3 separate regions of the Mus musculus genome follow, and regions 1 and 3 are each linked to region 2. The links are chromatin contacts, called in public Hi-C and HiChIP or PLAC-seq maps. All regions are on one chromosome and are shown on one strand. The core of a region is the stretch at or near the end of the contact, and the rest is flanking DNA. Distances in the headings are between cores, read along the strand shown. Region 1 overlaps Nsmce2 (NSE2/MMS21 homolog, SMC5-SMC6 complex SUMO ligase). Region 2 overlaps Nsmce2 (NSE2/MMS21 homolog, SMC5-SMC6 complex SUMO ligase). Region 3 has its middle 14 kb from the start of Trib1.

Region 1 (3,514 bases), core at 104-2,603, 150 kb after region 2:
TTTGCTGCTCTCCAGAGGACCCAAGGTCAGTTCTCAGCACCCATCTTAAATGCCAGTCCTAGGGGATCCAGCACCCTCTTCTGGCTGCCATCCCACCGTGTAGATAACACAACAGGCATAAGTGCAGGCAAGAAAAAACTCAGACAAATAAAAAAAATAACAAAATAGTTTTTAACTGGGTATTTTAGTTAATTTGTTTTTGAGACAGTCTCCCTGTGTGACCCTGGCTATCTAGAACTCACTGTGTAGTCCAGGCTGGCCTTAAATTCACAGAGATTCACCTGCCCCTGCTTGGAGTAAAGGCGTGCCCCTCCACACTCATCAGAAACTGACTCCTAGAGCCTCCCTCCCACTCCTCTATCCCCCACCCCACCCCCATCAGACCAGCTTTCCCGTAGAGGGCAGTAGGTCTGGTGTTGGCTAGTTACTGTTTGTGGCAGGAAAGTAAAATGACACCGTAGATGGTAGAACAGTAAATAGGCAGAGACCCACCACAGAGGCAGTGAATGTCCGTTTCATCACTTTCCTGCTCTGTAAACTGATGGTGATAGTTTTCTCACTGGTACATCTGAAACTTGAATAAGATATGTTCTAAAGGAGCAGGCACACATGCAGTAAGACTCAGTAACCATGAGTCCTGCATCCTTGTCAAGCTTTCGACAGCATCGTCACCAGCATCTACCAGCTCTGCCCATAGGCACAGAAGACCTTGTAGAGAAAGGGGATTAGGAGGAGCCAATCTGGAGCTGAGGAAGTTACTACCGAAGCAGTGCAGGGGGCAGGTGCTAAAGGCTGTGGCAGTGCCAGGGTGGTGCGCCCACAGTGCATTCTGTCACAGAGAGTGAGCAGGCACGTGGAAGTGAGGTGTGTATGCGCCCGACAGAATGTGGTAGCTGATTGAAAATGGGGGAGGAGCTAGAGGGGAATATGACTGCTAATTCTTTTGAGTGTCTAGAAGCAGTTGCTAGCTGCTTGGTCAGGGAGAGGTGGAAGAGAGGAGAGTGGCCAGCAGGGGTTCTGAGAGTCTGAGATCATAGCCATAGAGCCCCTTGAAAACAGCCAAGGTGCAGGCTGTGCCCTTAGAAGGTGACTGAGCCAGCCATGAGAATTGTGTGGCTATGAGGATAGAGCTGGGCAGCTGTCGCTGAGGCACAGTTCTGCAGAGGCCAGCAGGACAGAGCCTTGGCCTGGCATAAGCTCTCTTCACTCACCATAAAGCCTCGGCACCTGACTCAGAGCCCCTTGCTGTCAGCTCCAAGCAGCTTCTTGTTCAGCAGTTACTGCACTCAAGTACAAGACCTGTGGGAAGCAGCCTAAACCACACCCAAGACGAGAGGCGCTGCAGTCACAGAGCCAGTGTCAAACGCAAGGCCAACCTGGAAACCGATTAGAACTCACTCGGTTCTGCTCACAGCTTACTCTGTAGGTTTCTGATTCAGCATGAAGTGGTGTCATTTCCCATGAAGCACTGTTTAAAAAATGTGTGTGACACATCCTGTTAGAGAACGGTGTCTCTCTCCTGTTCCAATTATGTTAGGTTACTGGAGTCCCAGGCACACTGTGTTACTTACTGGGTACCATCTGAACTTCCCAGCATGCTTCAGACCCTGGCGGCCTGTCCACTGGACCCAAGTGGAGTGGGCTTGTGGGGCTTTTCACCCTAGTATACTGTTAGAGTCATTTCCTAAAACCGAGGGAGGTCGTAAGCTATTATCTCTCAAATAAAGCTGCCTGCTCGTTTTCATGTTAATGAACTGTGGCTGACTGTGACCCCCACCAATTGTTTTGGTTTTCTGAATCTTTAGGGAATTCTAAGCTCATCAGATGAAGTGAAGAGAAATGTGTGATGTCAAAGCAGAATCACTTACCAACAAATAACTGAGCCTCTCAGCCGGGTTCTTTATCTCTAAAGTAAAAATGACATCAACTCAAAATTCCAGTGACCCTAGAGCCTACAGGGGATTCCTTCCAGATCTGTACTGTCCCATTTCTTGGCTGTGAAGAAGACCGGGAGATAGCTCAGCTCAGTGAGGGTTCAGCTCATCCCCAGAATTCACATCAAAGTGCCAAGTGTGATAGCTCACTTGTATCCCGGCACTGGGAGAGGGAGGGAGATGAAAGGCAGGCAGGCCCCTGAGGTCAGTGAGGCCAGCCAGACTAGTGGCTGTTTAGCAAGAATTAGGCCAGTGAAAGAGTCTGTCAGAAATAAATAACTAGTACAGTGGACCCTGAGGAGAACGACAGGGATGACCTCTGACTCCCACAGCATATACACATGTGCACAGCTGCACACAGGCGGGCAGAAGCACAGGCCTGACAGGAAGTTTGCTGGTGTACAGTGTGAACTCACAGCTGTGGGGCCCTTATGGCAAACAGTCATCATGTGTACCTCACTGTTTTGTGACACATCACCCTGGACTTGGAGGCGATGGGACACAGTTACTCTCTGAGTGTAACTATGTCAGGAATCTACCCAGCTCTAATGCCAGAGGTATCTGTCTATACAGCTGCTTCCTAGAGCTTATGGGCCAAACCTTGATATTCTTAGGACCCAAATCTGCATCTCTCCATACTCAGCATTGTGTGATCCTGAGCTGAGGCTGAGGCCCCGAATCCCCGATGCCCCTGGGACCCTCTGCACCCTGAGACCTCTCCTTAGCATAGACTCGCAATAAGGAATGCTCTGCCCTGTGGCTGACCCAGGCACAGGACCAGCCTCTCCTTCCAGGTCTGTGAGTCTGAGCCCTTCCTGGGGATGAGTTGATGATGTTGAAGGTGTTGCCACACCTGACTTGCTCACCAGGATGTCCTGGGGATTATGGCCTAACGCTTGGGTAGTGTTGTTTCTCGGAGCAGGAATGCCCTGATTCAAGCCCGTGGCATCATGGCCTTTTCTTACCCTTTTTAGTTTAAAAACTTGTTCGTTTCTGTGGGGTGGGGTGGGGTGGGAAACAAGGCTGTGCCCTGGTTCCTGTCCTGCCTCTCCTCCAGGAAGTCTCTCAAAGGTTCTCGCATGCTCTTCAGTGTTGTTCTCACCATGTCTCTGGTTGAGCCGCCTTGTGTGAGGAGACAGGACTGGTTAACTGTGGTCTAGAACAGCAAGTGCTGCGTGATGAGACCTGGAGCACAATCCTTTGCCCGTGGCATTCAGTGGCCTTGATTTTCACTGTGCCAGGATGCCTGCAGACAGACAAGAACTCCACGTTCATCTGTTTGCAGGAAAAGCCTTGTGCCGTCACCTGGACAGTGTCAGCACTAGGGGAGCCGACTGCTAGGCCTTTGCCGCTCTTTTGGAGATGTCTCACTATATAGCCTAGCCTAGCCTAGAACTTTCTGTGTAGCTCAGTCTTGCCTCAGCCTCGGGTGCTGGGATTGTAGGCATATACACTTGTCTTGGCTCTTCCATTTTCCAGTTTGTATCTTTGTTGTCGGGTCACCTCGCTCCCCTCGGATACTTGATTTATATCCCTGTTCCCAGAGCCTGTCTCTGCATGACACAGACATCACCAGGCTC
Region 2 (3,465 bases), core at 424-2,923:
TTCCTGTTGTTCCCAGTATTAGAGTGGGTATGGTGCCATGAGCAGCGTACTCGGGTGATTTTTCAGCATCATGAGTGCTTACATGCACTGAGCAGCAGATGCTTAAAGGTGGTAAGCTACCTTACTTGGCTGCCATCTTTGGGTGTATCCTAACAGGACTGATCATTAAAACCAGATCAATAGCATACCTACATATTTGGCCTTACTCTTTCTCAATTTTTATCTAAGCACCTTGAAGGAGGAAAGGTGTTCATGTCTGATTGGAACTGCTCAGTGGTGGTGTTACAACACCTTGGCAAACTGTAAAGTCCACTTGGTGTGTCATAGTGAACCACAAGGAAGTACTTTTTTCTCCAGGGTTTAGTTAGAAGTCAGACTCTTGCTAACTAATGATGCTTGAAAACATATCAAACTATAAATAATTTGGTCCGGTAGATTATACAACAGAAGTTGGCATGAGATAAGGGGGACAAAAGGTCTGTGCTGGCCATCATTAAATATATATGGATATTTCTTAAGCATGGAAGCAGTATAGGAAAATATAAATTATAGCATATCTCCATATGTGCATGTAACAAGGGTATCTACAGTGAAAGCACAGAGATTCTCTATTGAAACACCTTTTTTAAAAAAAAGATTTATTTATTTATTATATATAAGTACACTGTAGCTGTCTTCAGACACCCCAGAAGAGGGTATTAGATCTCATTACAGATGGTTGTAAACCACCATGTGGTTGCTGGGATTTGAACTCAGGACCTTCGGAAGAACAGTCAGTGCTCTTAACCACTGAGCCATCTTTCCAGCCCCTGAAACACCTTTTAATAAAATTTTTACCAAGTCCTTTTGCTACATCTAGGTGGAGGCAGTGTTGGCTTATATTGGTGTACCTGTGTATGATGAGTTTGTTTGGTGGTATGTCATAAATGTGGGCCAACATCCATAAATGCTTCAGTGCTTCGCAGAATGCCTAGCGTTCTGTCGGGTCTCAGTGCCTGTTTGTTGAAGGAGTGTTCTGAGGACATTTGAGGCAGTCTCTGTAGATTTTTAGGATTAGCCAGGTCCCATAGCTTTTTTATTGAGCTGACCACAAATTAGAAATTAGAATACTGAATCTTCTTACTAAGCAGAATAAAAGCAAACTGTTCCGCTAATATATGCTAAGTGTGCTTAACTTTTAAAGGAAGACTGGAAAGCATTGGGTGTTTTTTATTTACCTAACTGGTCATCTGAAAGTCAATCAATTTATCTGAGACTCTGGGTTCAGTTACAAGAATGACTAATTTTATACTAGATTCTCACATGATTCAAGAAGTGTGTGAATGACTCAGACCATTAATATCTTTCACTCCTGTGATCTCCCCTCCCAGTGCGATGTTGCCTGTAAGGCAGTAATGATAATTGCAGGAGGAGGAGATCTTGACTTTGCCCAGTGGCAATAAAATGACACACTTTTGAGTAATTACATATGCATACAGTATTTTACAGAAGAAATGAGCTATATTATCATCTCATAACTATATTAATATTGTATTTGTATGTTGTGAAAGTAGTGCGCAGTTTCAGTAGAGGTTGAGTTCCACCTTTTGCTTCTACTCGTACCCTCCCCTACTCCCTCCCCAAAAAGCAAACAAACTGGCTTTTGTTCAGTGGAAAGACTTGCCAGCAGAATAAGTAAGTGAGCTCATTGTATGTCCCTTGCTGACAGAGGAAACACTGCAGTCACAAGCGTCCAGGTTTGAGTGTTAGTTAAAATGTAGCTAAGTGACCAGAGAGATGGCTCAGAAGGTAAAGGTACTTGCTACCAAGCCTGATGACCTGAGTTCAGTCTCCCAGACCCTCACAGTGGAAGGGAGAAAACAATACCCAAAGTTGTCCTTTGGCCACTTTACATGGTCAGTGTAGCATGTACATGCCCACATGCATACAAATCAATAATAAAATAAAATGCAGCTAATTACTCACAATTGAGGTTTGAGCCTAAACTGAGCAGCTCATTGAAGACTGTTTGGTGATTTGTGTGTTTTCTGCATTACTGCCTCATCTTTTTGAAATGAATCATTGAATAAGGTCTGGGTATTTGGCATGAGCTTCTGTGCTTTGCGCTACTCTTGCCAGAGTCCCAGATGACTCACACTGAGTCGGATAGGCACTTCTCAGTCTGTGTTTAGCTCAACCTCTCTGAGACATTTGACACATCTAAAACATTTCTTCCCAAAATTTTGGGGTACTTGCTTTTGTTGCCTTGTTAACTCTTATGGGTTTTTAACTCTTCTAGCTGCCTGTTAAATGTAATATTCTCCAAAGTTCTATCCTAGTCGTCTTTGTGCTTCCACTTATTCAGTCTCCTTGGTGATCTCATTCATTTCCATGGTTTCCATTAAAATCTATTCGTGGAGGCCTCCATGTGGGTGTCTCCAGTCTTAACAGTGTAGACCTGCGAATCCAGCCTCCTTGCAGATCCGCCTCTATAATGATAATCACAATAATAATCATGACAACAATAGCAGCTTCTTATTATAGAACACTGTGTCAGGTGGCTAAGGGCTTTATTGCTTTGTTCCATTTATTTTGAGCAACTATGAAAAATTAATACTGTTATTTTCTACCACTATGAGTGGAAATTGGTGTTGGATGTATAAAGTGCCTTTTCTAAGATCATAGCAGAGTTTTATATTCCAAGATCAAATTTTTAATCTTAACACCTTAGATTAGCCTGTCCAGGTGGATTCTATATTGTCTTCTTGTACACACATACCTTCTATTGCCCTCTGCTGTACATGAAAGGACACTTGAGAGCTGGAAATGGAATTCGATGGTCCATCTCTTCCCTAGCCTGAGACAGATCCTGGGTTTATCCCAAGCACTAGACATTCAAATTCTGCAGGCACAGAAGCACTGTGTTTACTTATTGTTGCTTGGTTTTTTGTTTTTGTTTTTTCAGACAGGATCTTAGTCAACATACCTTGGCTTTAAACTGTGTGGCCAAGGGATGCCCATGAACTCCTTGATCTTCCTGCTTTCACTTTCTCATACTGAGATTTCAGGGCCAACATGAGCATGCAACCATGCCCAGTTTCAAAATTCACACACACACACACACACACACACACACACACACACACACAGGGGGGGGGTGAGGGAGGGAGGTTAGTTATTTTACAAAGCAGAAAATGTTCCTTGTAAATTGAATTTCTAATTTAAAGTCCATAGCCTGCATTCTTCTGTGCAGCAGCCATCTAGAGCAAATAGCAGCTCTTTTACATCAATTTGCACTGTCTTGGCTATTCCCTAAGATTCTGTACGGATCTTTGCTAATCCAGTTCTGAGCACTCCAGTATGTGGTAAAGACCACTGTTCACAGCTGGGCAGTAGTGGCACATGCCTTTAATCCTAGCACGCAGAAGGCAAAGGTGGGCATATCTGTGAGTTCAAAGCCAGCCTAGTTTACAAACAAGTTCCTGT
Region 3 (3,396 bases), core at 627-3,126, 210 kb after region 2:
ACAGCCAAGACTATACAGAGAAACCCTGTCTCGAAAAACCAAAAAAAAAAAAAAAAAAAAAAAAAAGAAAAGTGGCAGAGAAAGGGTCACAAAGAAATGGCTTCCTGGTAAAAGCAGTAGCTTCCCAAGCCCAAAGAATCCAGTGTGATTCCCAGAACCAGAACCGGAACTGGAACCTGGAGACTGTAATCGAAGAGGAGGCAGGGGTCGGAGAACCTCTGGAGGGCTCATGAGTGAGCTAGCCTGGAGTTAATAGCACAGTGGCAGAAACAGAAGAGAGGTCCTTTGTCAAAAGCAAGGGGTGTGTGTGTGTGGGGGGGTGGTGGTGGTGGTGGTGGTGGTGGTAGATGTGGTGGCGTATGCCCTAAATCCAGCACTGGGAAGCGGAGCTCAATCCCAACATTAGAGGGATGGAAGCAGTCACGTTGAGAGCAGTCTGGGCTACATAGCTAGTTCCAGCCCAGGAAGGTCTACATCGTGAGACCTGTCTCAGGCAAGAACACATAAAAAAAAAAAAAAAAAAAAAAAAAAAAAAAAAAAAGGTGAACCCAAGAAACAAAAACAAGGCGATGAAAAGAGAGAACCAACTTATTGCTTGCACTTAAACACACACACATGGGCACAAATAAATAATACAAAGCACTAGGAAGATGGCTCAGTGGGTTAGAGTGCTTGGTATACAAGCAGGGTTTGACTCCACAGCCCAAACAAACAAACAAACAAACAAACAAACAAACGAGCATAGTGTGCTTTCCCTAACCCCAGCACTGGGGGTGGAGACAAGCAGATCCTGGGCGCTCTATGGCAAGCCAGTATAGCCAAAATGGTAAGCTTTGCGTTTAGTAAGAGACCCTGTCTCAAGACAATAAGGCCAAGAGCATCTTCCTCTGCATGATTGTGCATGGATATATGTACTTGCTTGCTTACATGCATGAACACCCTTTGAACACATGAAAAAGAGAAATAAAATAAAGAGGAGGAGGTGGTGATGGAAGAGAAGGTGGAGGAGAAGGAGGAGAAAACAGGAGCATCAGAAGAAACAATCAATCCTTGCTTGCCTGTGTATTTGTAGCTGCTTATAGATTGTATCAGTTTGTCTCCTCAAGGAGCCAGATGGAGGAAATGTGGTGCTGAGACCCAAGACTGAAAAGAGGCTAGAGCAGAGGTTCTCAACCTGTGGGTCGTGACCCCCTGGGGGAGGGTCGATGACTCACAGGGGTTGTCTAAGACCATGGGAAAACACAGAGATTTACATTATGAATCATAACAGTAACACCGTTGCAGTTATGAAGCAGCAATAAAAATGATTTTATGGTATGGGTTCACAGCAACGCTAGGCTCTGCAGTAAAGGGTGGCAGCATTAGGAAGGCGGAGAACCACTCAGCTAGAGTCTCACATGGTGAGATGTCAGGTCAGGCTTTCAGGTTTGAGAACTCTGCCCTTTTCTGCTTGGTTCTAACTTGCTAGACCAGCAAGACTACATCTTTTCATCTTTTTTTTTTTTGAGCAGCTGATTTTGTTGATGTTTTTCATACTGAGTTCCAGGACACCAGAGGTATACAGTGAGATCCTGTCTAGAAGGAAAATAAAAAATAAAAAAATATAAAAATTTAAAAAAAGGTTTAGTTTACACTTTTCTGGTTTTCAGCCAGGGGATACCAAGACCTGAGGCCCAGAAGTCATAGCCGAGTACAAGCCGCTTCTGGGCTCTCTTGAGGGGGCTAGTTGGTGGGTTGCCATTGGGTTGACCTTGTAGAATGGATCTAGAGACAGATGAGGTGGCACCTCCTTTTGCTTTGTCAGTCAGAGCCTTTCTGCTCCAGTACTTTGGTCTGACCTTTGGATTGGATTGGTGACTACAGCAATGACTCCTCGTGTCCTTTTCTAGTCACGGAGCTCCTGCCCTGGCCCAGTCCTGGGCTTGGTGGCCAGCCCCCTGTGCACACTCATTCTTGCTTCATTAGCTTGCTGGCCAAGGTTGGTGTGACCCAAGAGCAGACTTGCCTTAGCACCAAGAGGAAGGAGTCTGGCCTGGGTATGAGGGCTCAGAGGTCTTTCTCATCGTGACTCTGGCTTGAGGGCTTGCTGTGTTTCTAGGAAGTGATGGCATCACAGAGCACACTCCCAGTTTTAGGACTGAAGAAGGGAGACATATAACTAGAGAAGCCAGCCAAAGCTCAATTTGTGTGTGTGTGTGTGTGTGTGTATGCATGCGTGCATTTTCTCCTCTTTCCTCCCTCCCTCTCTTCCCCCTCTCCCTCCCTCCCTCTCTCCCTCCCTCCCTTCCTCCCTTCCCTCCTTCTTCCTCCCCCTCCTTTCTCCTTTTCTCTCCCTCCTTTCTTCCTTCCTTTCCCCTTCTTCCTTCCCTCCCTCCTCCTCCCCTCTGCCTTCCTCTCTTTTTCCCCCTCTCTCCTCCTTTTTCTTCTTTTCCCTCTCCCTATCCTTCTTTCTCTCTCCCCTCATTCCCACCCCCTCTTTCTCTCATAGTCTGACAGTGTAGCTCAGACCACTGTATCTGTTAGCATTCCTTATATAGTTCTGTCTGGTCTTGAATTCTCAGCATCCTCCTGGCTCAAACCATCAGACCTCTCTGAGTGGCTGTGGCATGGGTGGGGTACTTGACACCCTGACACTGGAAATGAAGAATGTATTTGGTCTTTTGGGTTAGGGAAAGAGTGTGAGTTTCCTGGATCTGTCTCTAGCTACCCCAGGACTTGGAGAAGTCATGCAAAGTATCTGTGCCACAAGTTTGACTGCCTCTCTGGCAGGGCAATGCCTGGGAGGCTATAGGATGGATTTTTGCAGTCCAAGTCTCTGAATGGCAGGCTCAAAATCCAGACAATCCCAAGCAAGGCTAGAAGACAAGCAGACTTGGACTTGAACCCCAGATACATGCTTATTTGTTTTGTGGACTTTAACAGGTTGCAATACTTCTCTGGACCGCCTTTTCCTCACTATAATATGGGTGTGTGGTGATGAGGAAGGCCACTGTCACACTCCCTCTTTCTTTCTTTCTGAGCTCGAAGCTTTGCCAGATCTGAAGTGCTGGTGCTCTTCATTAGCTTGAAAGGATGGCTGTGGTGGGGAGCAGAGCCCATTGGTCGCCATGACCCACAGGTCAGCCATGTAGTATCTCAGGCTTGTCTAACCACATGTAGTCATTAGCACCTTCCTGGTCTCAGAACACACCCCGCCTCTGGCAGAAGATGGAGACTGGGGTCCCCAGCTCTCAGCTTGTGTCTGACTCACAAGCAGACCAGGAAAGTGGGGTTCAGACTCATCATAACCTCAGGTTCTACTGAGGCAGAGAGGCCTGGACTCACAGAGGCTCACAATGTGGGGTGTGCCACCACCCACCTCAAGTTTAGCCTCCTTATCCTTGAGATGGGTAATAC

What was found. Hi-C and Micro-C count contacts between places; a contact is called where the count stands out from the background. HiChIP or PLAC-seq counts read pairs in DNA pulled down with a chosen protein or histone mark.
Region 1: a Hi-C map of muscle stem cells shows a contact between it and region 2, with 2.1 times the contacts expected there. The contact joins two enhancer-like sites. A contact is called at or near these places in 1 of 484 Hi-C or Micro-C datasets (muscle stem cells) and 4 of 115 datasets of contacts at active chromatin or transcription factors (a beta-TC-6 cell line, embryonic fibroblasts, embryonic stem cells and 1 more).
Region 3: a contact with region 2 is called in a FOXA1 HiChIP or PLAC-seq map of pancreatic cancer cells. The contact joins two enhancer-like sites. A contact is called at or near these places in 5 of 39 promoter capture datasets (the C10 cell line, the HPC-7 cell line, cranial neural crest and 2 more), 5 of 115 datasets of contacts at active chromatin or transcription factors (embryonic forebrain, embryonic stem cells, intestinal villus epithelium and 1 more) and 2 of 9 other capture datasets (bone marrow-derived macrophages and embryonic stem cells).

What each region holds. Positions count from the first base shown.
Region 1 is chr15:59,595,443-59,598,956 of GRCm38.p6, forward strand. All of the region lies in intron 6 of Nsmce2 (NSE2/MMS21 homolog, SMC5-SMC6 complex SUMO ligase), which reads left to right. Among named protein-coding and RNA genes, the nearest start is that of Gm36677, 21 kb to the right of the region's middle. Within about 2 kb of position 1,354, at least 115 of the 459 cell types and tissues checked have an H3K27ac peak or open chromatin away from gene starts, as enhancers often do. A contact at or near this core is called in embryonic fibroblasts, muscle stem cells and pancreatic cancer cells, where this site is marked.
Region 2 is chr15:59,446,803-59,450,267 of GRCm38.p6, forward strand. The region is part of intron 3 of Nsmce2 (NSE2/MMS21 homolog, SMC5-SMC6 complex SUMO ligase); the gene reads left to right. Among named protein-coding and RNA genes, the nearest start is that of Nsmce2, 74 kb to the left of the region's middle. Within about 2 kb of position 1,674, at least 160 of the 459 cell types and tissues checked have an H3K27ac peak or open chromatin away from gene starts, as enhancers often do. A contact at or near this core is called in embryonic fibroblasts, intestinal villus epithelium, liver and 2 more, where this site is marked.
Region 3 is chr15:59,660,800-59,664,195 of GRCm38.p6, forward strand. No RefSeq gene overlaps it. Among named protein-coding and RNA genes, the nearest start is that of Trib1, 14 kb to the left of the region's middle. Within about 2 kb of position 1,877, at least 31 of the 459 cell types and tissues checked have an H3K27ac peak or open chromatin away from gene starts, as enhancers often do. A contact at or near this core is called in intestinal villus epithelium, liver and pancreatic cancer cells, where this site is marked.